2 separate regions of the Ovis aries genome follow, and region 2 is linked to region 1. A link is a contact called in public Hi-C data. All regions are on one chromosome and are shown on one strand. The core of a region is the stretch at or near the end of the contact, and the rest is flanking DNA. Distances in the headings are between cores, read along the strand shown. Region 1 overlaps ALPK2 (alpha kinase 2). Region 2 overlaps LOC101116529 (O-acyltransferase like protein-like).

The links. Hi-C and Micro-C count contacts between places; a contact is called where the count stands out from the background.
Region 2: a Hi-C map of muscle shows a contact between it and region 1, with 6 times the contacts expected there. The contact joins two enhancer-like sites. A contact is called at or near these places in 4 of 16 Hi-C or Micro-C datasets (hypothalamus, muscle, skin fibroblasts and 1 more).

What each region holds. Positions count from the first base shown.
Region 1 is chr23:57,968,589-57,973,156 of ARS-UI_Ramb_v3.0, forward strand. It overlaps ALPK2 (alpha kinase 2), which reads right to left. Exons shown (of 13, transcript XM_027960856.2): 6 at 182-329. Among named protein-coding and RNA genes, the nearest start is that of ALPK2, 110 kb to the right of the region's middle. Within about 2 kb of position 2,338, at least 1 of the 54 cell types and tissues checked has an H3K27ac peak or open chromatin away from gene starts, as enhancers often do. A contact at or near this core is called in muscle, where this site is marked.
Region 2 is chr23:58,438,627-58,442,648 of ARS-UI_Ramb_v3.0, forward strand. LOC101116529 (O-acyltransferase like protein-like) reads left to right here. Exons shown (of 15, transcript XM_042239132.2): 11 at 1,093-1,206; 12 at 2,888-3,020. Among named protein-coding and RNA genes, the nearest start is that of SEC11C, 47 kb to the right of the region's middle. Within about 2 kb of position 1,290, at least 29 of the 54 cell types and tissues checked have an H3K27ac peak or open chromatin away from gene starts, as enhancers often do. A contact at or near this core is called in muscle, where this site is marked.

The sequences.
Region 1 (4,568 bases), core at 1,088-3,587:
GGATGAAAGGGGTTCATGGCTGAGGCAGGGAGAGAGCCCTCTGCTCTTCCCTGTCTCTCTTCTTAGACACTGTGGGTGTGGAGTTTCTGCTTTGACCTTCCTTCCTTTCCTATGATTTACTGTTTTCTTTTAGAACCACGTTGTGAAATAAACTGAAAAGTAGCCAGGGCGGATAACACACCTTCTCTGCACTTGGGCTATCGATCTTGAATCTTTCGTCCATGAGATGGTAGAATCTTCATGAATCTCTGCAAACTGGCAGCTCAATTTTACATTTCCAGAGTGGTCAGGGGACATCTCAGCTTGGATCTTTTTCAGTAATACTGGAGCTGGAATGGAGAAAACTGGTAGGTCGGTGTTCTTACGAGAAGTGCAGACGAGCTTTTAGACTTTCCTGCTTTATCACATTTAATTCTCTCAACAAAGCCAAGAGACAGATCACTATTATTATCCTCCATTAATTGAGGAGACCTAGTGTCTGAAGGGAGATGTCACTTTCCTAAACAGATAGGAAATGAACAGGTCAGTCTAATAGGAAACTCCCTTTTCAGCCCCCCCAATCCCGTGGACAGAGGAGCCTGACGGGCTACAGTCCATGGGGTCGCAAAGAGTCGGACAGGACTGAGTGACTAACACTCACAAACACCTTGGCATGCTCAGAGCAGACACGGAATTTGCTTTGAAAGTGTTAAGGAGCGATAAGCATGCTTTCCAATTTTGAGAAGGTCTTGGTGTAGTTAATCCTGTCAGGCAATGTGGAATGGCTGCCTATCAAACACTGCTCTCTCAAATACATCTAATATAAAACAGAAAGTGACTCTTCTGTGATCATTAGGATTTTGTTTCTAATTTTGATGTGTGCCACCTTTTAAACAGTGTTGCTTCTAGTTTGGGAGAAATCGTGTAAGCCCTAATGTCTAAGGAAGCAATGAAGACTCCATTTTGAAAATTTCTTCTCTGCTCTTAGAAAAAGATGAAGCAATTGTAGCATCTATTTACCACTAAACGCATGCTAAAAGACCCTTGGCTTTGTTTGAAGGTTCCTCAACCTCTTAATTTGTCAAGTTTCTGGTTTTATAAATTTATTAAAGACAGCTAGTATAATTTGGATATGAGCTCTTAAAAAAAAAAAAAAAAGTCCCACTTTTTGCTACCTAAAATTCCTTGAGCTCTGCAATGCACAAGGTGAAAAAGAACTTGAGATTAAAAATAAGGATGGGAAGGACGGCTGTTGACACCTAGCGTACAGAACCTGGCCAGACTAAGATGCTGAGAGATGACAACCAGGGTCAACGTCAGAGCTGGGGATTAGGGAGGAGGATGAAACCTGGACCAGCCAAGCAGCATGGCTAAGCGCCAGGCACAAAAGGCATCTCAACAATAAGTTATTTGCTGGGGTCTTCCCTGGGGGTCCAGTGGTTAGGAATCAAGCCTACCAATGCAGGAGACACAGGTTCGATCCCTGGTCCGGGAGGACCCCACATGCTGAGGGGCAACTGGGCCCTCGAGCCACAGTTAGTGCATCACGTACCACAACGAAAAGATCCCTGCGTGACACAAGCAGGCGTCCACATGGTGCAACTAAGACCCAACACAGCCAGGTAAGTATTTTAAAAAAACTAAGTTATTTGTTGAACATTCATCCATCTTGCTCTTTGATCACAGTTGTCTTTGCTGAAGATATCCTAATGGATTTCAGTGATGCCTGCTATCAATTAGCAGCAGAACTGTCTACCTGAATCAAATAGGAGCAATACAGAAACAACTGCCAAGGGTTAGGTGACATTCAGTGTTCTTTGAATGTCACCTTTTAAAATCACGGATGATCATGTGTCTAAAGGTAGATTATCTAATTCATTCAAGATAGACTTGATATTCTATTTTTTTGCTGACACTGTTTTTAGTAGTGAACTTATAATCCTTATTTTTTAGAAATTATAACAGGAGTAGGAATGTTAACGGGCTTTCCTGATAGCTCAGCAGTAAAGAATCCACCTGCCAATGCAGGAGACACGAGTTTAATCCCCGGGTGGGGGAGATCCCCTGGAGAAGGAAACGGCAACCCATTCCAGTATTCTTGCCTGGGAAATCCCAAGGAGAGAGGAGCCTGGTGGGTTACAGACCATGGGATCGCGGAATCAGATACACGACTTAGCCACGACAATGTGTATTAATAAATATCCATCCCTCTCAGGAAATTGTGATCTTGAAGAAAACCAAACCAGGGAGGAGAGCTTGGCACACCGGGTGAGTGTGTAATTACTCAGGGTAGCCACTGGGCAGCAGCATAGACCAGAGGAGGATGGCTAACACCAAGTGGTCAGAACAGGGCAGGCAGTGAGGTTACTGGACGTGTCAGGGGTGATCTATTACGCACCAAGTTCCACAATTACACAGCCGTGGTTGTGCTATATAATCCACAGCCAGAAGTCATCAACACGGAGGTGGTTTCTCCGTTGCCTCAGATCCCACTGCTGTGAAATCTTCAGTGTGCCTCCCCTCTTGGCTACAGATAAGCTTTTAAATACACATTACATAGCCAAGCTAATTTTTCTTCCCAGGAACTAATATGGGATGCTCAGGTAATGAATTCTTCAGTTAGAGAGTATCTCCAGGCACTAACGATATTACGGGAGAAAGATGAGCTATACCGAGTCCTACAGATGACAAAACCCATCTCACAGGTGCCCTGACCCCCACTGTCAAGATCTTGGTCCAGGGTCTTGACCACACCCGTCACCCCACTTGGGACGCATTTCCTCCAGGACCCTTCATGGTGGATTTCCTGACACCTAAGTGTTCCTAAGTCTGCCAGCCCTGTCCACAGCCGGCTGTGGGTTCTGAAGACAGAAACCGGGATGGGGGATTCAGGGCAAGGCATAATGTGGCCGGCTGAGCTGAATGAGGGTCAAGGAGAGAGAGGCTCGATCAGGCAGCCACGGGGCTTTGGGAGAGGGCCCCCTTTTGTGTGGGATGGGTAGGGGGAAAAAACAGATGAAGGAGCTGAAATGAGGCCCAAGAGGGAAGCTGGGTTTATCTTCTGTGTATATCCTGGCCAAGGGTTGAGGGCAAAGGATTGAGAAGTCCCCTGGTGATGATAAAGCTTTGGCTGTACTAAGCTTTGAGTATCAAAGTTTACTCAGTTTGTCCTTTCAGTCATCCAAGTCATCCCTCACACCCAACACCGCCTCCCTGCCCCCAAGGGAGGGGCTTCCCGGGGCTGCAGCCCTTCGCCCCTGGGGAGGTCGAGCAGCTCCAGATCAAACCCTCCGACAGCACCTGGTCGGTCCTCTCTCCCGCGGAGACGGACAACAGTTCCAAACGTGACTCCCACCCCCACCGCCTCTGGGCTGAAACCACTCTATTCTTTAAAGCACAGTTCCACTCTATTTAAATGTTTTGAAACATATCACTAGAATACGGTTGGATACCTCTTCGGGAAGTCATTTCATGTGTGGTCCCTTTCTGCAGCCGAGGCTGCGGGCCCCTCTGACACGAATGGGGAGTGAGGTCTCCGCTAAGGAGCCTCTCCCTGGCGTTAGAGGGCTGCAGCGTTGTGCCCCAGTCCAGGGCTGGCGTGTTACGTCACCACCATCTCTTCTTTTACCAGGTTGTGTGGGAAAGAGCTTGGAAAGAGGTGGCTGCAATCTTGGGTTATGGGATGCAGTTTGGCGTTGATGCGATTCCCCCAAGCAAAGCAAAGCTGACTGCAGTTACCAGGACTCTGAGCCCCCAGGAGTCTGAAACTTGAAACAGAGACCCTGGGGACTTCAGACGAAAAGGGCAGGGTGAGATGAAAAGAAATTTTATACTTAAACTTGAAAGAAAACCCATGCCACTTTTAACAGAAAAGATGGTTACAGACTCCCGGATTGTACCTAAATGTTTTGTAAATCTTGTTTGGCACGTGGTCTAATTATACCAGTTAGCTGCACTGGTTGATGTTTTGAATTTTTAATCTTATTTGAAGTAACATTATAACGGGCAGAAAGTATACAGCCACTCGCTATGCACTAAAGATTTCTTCTCACAGGGCCGCGACAGGTTCCGCCCAAGCTACCCGTCCCGGAGGACAGAGCCTCCCGGCCACGGGCAGCCCAGCCATCTTGTCCACCTTTTGCCCTGCCCTGCCTCTGGAAGTGAGCACGGTGAAGAGCTGCAAGCGCAAGATACAGAGTGCACTCTACACCAGAACCACTCCATCGCTTAAAACTGGCCTTGTCAATCTCCTTTCCAAATAAAGCTTTTCCCTCCCTCTCACCAAAACTCCGGCGTTTGGCTTCTCTGGTGGCTCAGTGGTAAAGATTATCGCCTGCCAATGCAGGAGACACAGGTTCAATCCCTGGTCCAGGAAGATGCCACGGAGCAGCTAAGCCCGTGTGCCGCAGCTACTGACGCCTGCACTCCGCAACACGAGAAGCCGCCGCACCGAGCAGCCCGAGCTCCAAGCTAGAGAAGAGTTCTCGCAGCGGAGACCTCGCCCAGCCAAAAATAGATGAAAAAAATTACAGCACGTGTTGTCGCCTGTAACTGGGTTCAGATGTAACTATTCTTTTAGAGACCTGGAC
Region 2 (4,022 bases), core at 40-2,539, 470 kb after region 1:
AAGTCACTGTGGTGTGAAGCGAATGGCATCTCATCTCCTCCTCACGAGGAACCATGGCAACTTCAGCACTGGACTAGGATCGCCAAAGGCAGGGTTGTACCTGGTTGGTCTGGCATCCGTGTTGGGCATTTCTTCCACTGCAGACCCTCCTGGTCCTAACCCTCCTGATTCCCAGTAGATATAACCAGATACTGTCTCACCCTGAGCCTCTGTCCCTACACCTCATTTCCTGCCTCAGAACCGAACCCTCTCAGCCTGTGTACAGAGTCCCAAATTTTGGAGGAATTAATTTTGTGGGGCCACCTTTGACCCAAGGGGCTAGAAGATGGTAGGAAAATGCTTCTTTCTTTCACCCCCTTAGGACAGTTTTGAGGTGCATTTCAGAAGGCTCCACAGAACATTCTGGAAGAACTGAGCATTGACCACCGTGATAGGGCCTTGCATTGGCCTTCCTTGTTCCCCACCCCTGCCCTCATTCTTACCTCCACATGAACCACCTGAACCCTGACACTGGTCAGATTTGCGTTTGGATTGGGGGAAGGATCCCCGGGTCCCCCTGTTACTCTGTCCCCCTCTGCTGTGTCTCACTTGTGCCTGCCAATCATCTCTCTCCTGAATCAATCACCACTTCTTAATTTTTTTTTATTATTATTACTTTTTATTTTTCTTTTTGTCGCACTTAGCGGCATGTGGGATCTTAGTTCCCCTACCAGGGATGGAACCCGTGCCCACTGCAGTGGAAGTACGGAGTCTTAGCCAGTGGACCCCAGGGCGTCCCTCCACTTCAGTCCCTCTAGTGCTTCCTGGGTGGCAAGGGACTTTCCCAAGCACGGTCTCATCACGGTAAATTTCAGCAGAAGATGAAGCTATTCTAAGGCAAGGATTTCACTGCCCAGGACTGGGCTGCTAATAAGTGCTCGACACTGAAGTGTAACTCAAGCTTTTTAACTCCAGCCCAGCTCTGGACACACTTGGCCCCAGGCCAGCCTCTCTCGAAGGCAGGCTGGCAGGAAGCACCTCTGGTTGCCAAGTCTGCCAGCCTTCGGTAGCCCCAGAGTGAGAAGGAAAGTGAACGTGCTCTCTTCTTTGCAGAAGTCAGCGTGCCCTCGTCCTGCTCGGGGCCACGCTGCTCCTGGCATCTTGCACCGCCTCTGCTCTGCTCACACTGGCTCACAACCTTCCGGTGGCAGCTCCGTCAGAAGCCAGGTAACTGCCGCGCTTCCCAGCCCGCCAGCTCTGTCCCTCACCTCCCCTCAGGATGGCCAGGACCTCCCAGGCAGGGCTGCTGAGTGGATGCCAGGCTCTTAGCCCTGTGCACGTAGGCTCCTGCGGAAATGTGGGCGGGAACTGTTCGGCCTGGATGGGAAAGTTCGTTGTGTGTTTGTTTCCAAACCTCTGACTCTTTTCAGCTGGCGCTGGGGATCTGCTCTGAACACAGGGAGCTCACTCTTGCCCACTGAAACGCTTCTGGGAGGAAAGGGGTGCCCCCACGTGGCTGTATGGCGTTTCTCCTCCAGTGGCGAACTGCAGCTTGGAAGCTCTATTGAGGGATGGAGAAACAGAAATTTAACGAAGTTGGGGTTGCCCCTTCAAGGTCACATGCCTAGTGAGTGGCACAGGTGTGAGCTGAACCTAGGACCTTACCACTGCGCTAGTTTGCCTTTCCAACAGGGTATGTGTAGCAGTTCTTTCTCAGTACCACCTGAGTCTTCTGCAGGAAAAACCGGTGAGATTTCCCGCTCATCTGTTCTCCGTGCAGCAGTCAGGCTGATGCAGGTGGAAACCGGATGCTGTCAGTCATCTGCTCAATCCTCCCATTGTTCTCAGGGCAGAATCCCTGTCTGGCCTCGTCTGTCTCTCCCCCACCCGCTGACTCTGGACCAGTCTCAGCAGCCTCCTTCCCTCCACACAACCAACAGGCTCCCTCCTCAGGGCCCTCGAACTTGCTGCTCCCTCACACGAGAACGCTGTTCCTCTGGAATCCAGATCTGGGCTAGGCGAGCTCCTCCACTCCCTACAGGCGTCTGTACATGTCTCAGAGCAGCCTTCACGGACCTCCCAGGGTGAACTAGCCCAGAGCCATGCGAGGCGCAGAAGTGCTCAAGGGACTGACTTCCCTGGCAGTCCAGTGGGTGGGACTCCATGCTTCCACTGCAGGGGGCAAGGGTTTGATCCCTGGTCGGGGAACTCAGATCCCACATACCGCACAGGATGGCCAAAAAGAAAAGAAAAAGTGCCCAGAATGCACTGTGAGTGGAACAGATGAGTGGCTGAGTGAGCACACCCCAGGCTTTTAGACCGGAGAGGTGCCATGCCCTTCCCATCACGTCATCAGCTTCTGTGCGCACAGCCGGGTGGCCGAGAAGGAGGCTGGCTCCTGCTTTGCCTGTGGTTCTCAACCCCAGACGCAAATGAGAGTCACCTGTGGGTTGGGGGCGGTGGGATGGGGGTGGGGATTGACATCTCACCGATGCTTCCAGCAAGCACCACCCTGGGCCAACTGAATGTGAGTCTCCAGGGCTGGGGCCCAAGCCACCCAATTTTGTGAGAGCTTCCACGAAGAGGTTCACGTCTTTAAGAAGGGGTCTACTTCTGGGAACCATGTTTTTAGAGCTATCCTGACATGCCAGCCACTGGAAACAGCTATTTTAAAAGAAGGCAGTCATCACATTTCCTTGGGTCCCAGGTTGGAGGGCCCCAAGGGAGTTTGGAATTTGAGAAACCAGCGTGGCCCAAGGCAGGATCGTGAGGGTGCTGTCTGCAGACCATCACCGAAGACGTGAACTCCTGTACTCCCAGCGTCTGGCTTTGCTGATTGCCCCAGTGTACGTCTGAGAGATGTCCAGATGAGATGCAGCCTTTGGCCTCACGTCCTCGTGTTTTTCAGGGAAGAGGCAGCCAGACGGTACTTCCTGGAGTACTACACGAAGCCCTACTGTCGGTACGGGCCGTTCCTCGTGGGCCTCTTACTGAGCGTTTTCATGCACCCAGACCACCAGGCAAACGTCCTCAGAACCAAGGTACGTGGCTTCCCCATGCCGCGCTGTAGGAACCAGGTTCACCTGGGGTCAGACTGCCCTTGGCCAGGCTCTTCCAAAGCCCTGGGCAGGAGGCAGACTTTCGGGTACTTGACTGTGCTGTGGTGTGTCAGCAACGGCTCTTGATGCCAGAGAATAAGAGGAACTTTGTCTTCTTCCCTGATTCTCTGCTTTCTTCACTGAGCTCCCCTTAGAAAGCCCCAGATCCAGCACCCAGCCGGGTCCCACCCATTGGAGCCTTGGTACAGACCCAGAGAAACTTCTGATGTGGGAAAACATACCCGGTGAGATGGCAAGGGCAAGCCACTCTTCTGGAAGGTCATGGTGATGTAGGCTGGATTTTCTTTAACAGCAAAAGCTCTTTGGCTTCTACAAATAAGATTCTTGGTCAGATTTGATGGTTCCATCTGGGAATCAGGTTGTGCGGTATTTAGAAAGCTGTCACTTTACCTTCCAGATGGGGTTACTTCCCTGTGGGTAATCAGTCTAGTTCACCATCCAAGGTCATAGGTCAAGCCAGAAACCTGGGTTCATCTTGGATGCCTCCTGCCTGTCGCCCTCCCTCCCCGTCCGGTCACCCACCCCCGGGGCTGTTTTTCCTACTGTCCTCTCGTGGCCTTTGCCCCTCACCTTGTTCAAGCCCGTCTCATCTCTTAGCTGGACTTCTTCACTAGTTTTCTTGCCTCTAGTCTGATCTCAAATCCACCCTCAGGGCAGTCTATCTAAAGCACTACCTTAGCCTCAGTTCAGTTCAGCCGCTCAGTCGTGTCTGACTCTGCGACTCCATGGACCCCAACACGCCAGGCCTCCCTGTCCATCACCAACTCCCAGAGTTCACCCAAACTCCTGTTCATCGAGTCAGTGATGCCATCCAACCGTCTCATCCTCTGTCGTCCCCTTCTCCTCCTGCCTTCAGCCTTTCCCGGCATCAGGGTCTTTTCACATGAGTCAGTTCTTCGCATCAAGTGGCCAAAGTATTGGAGT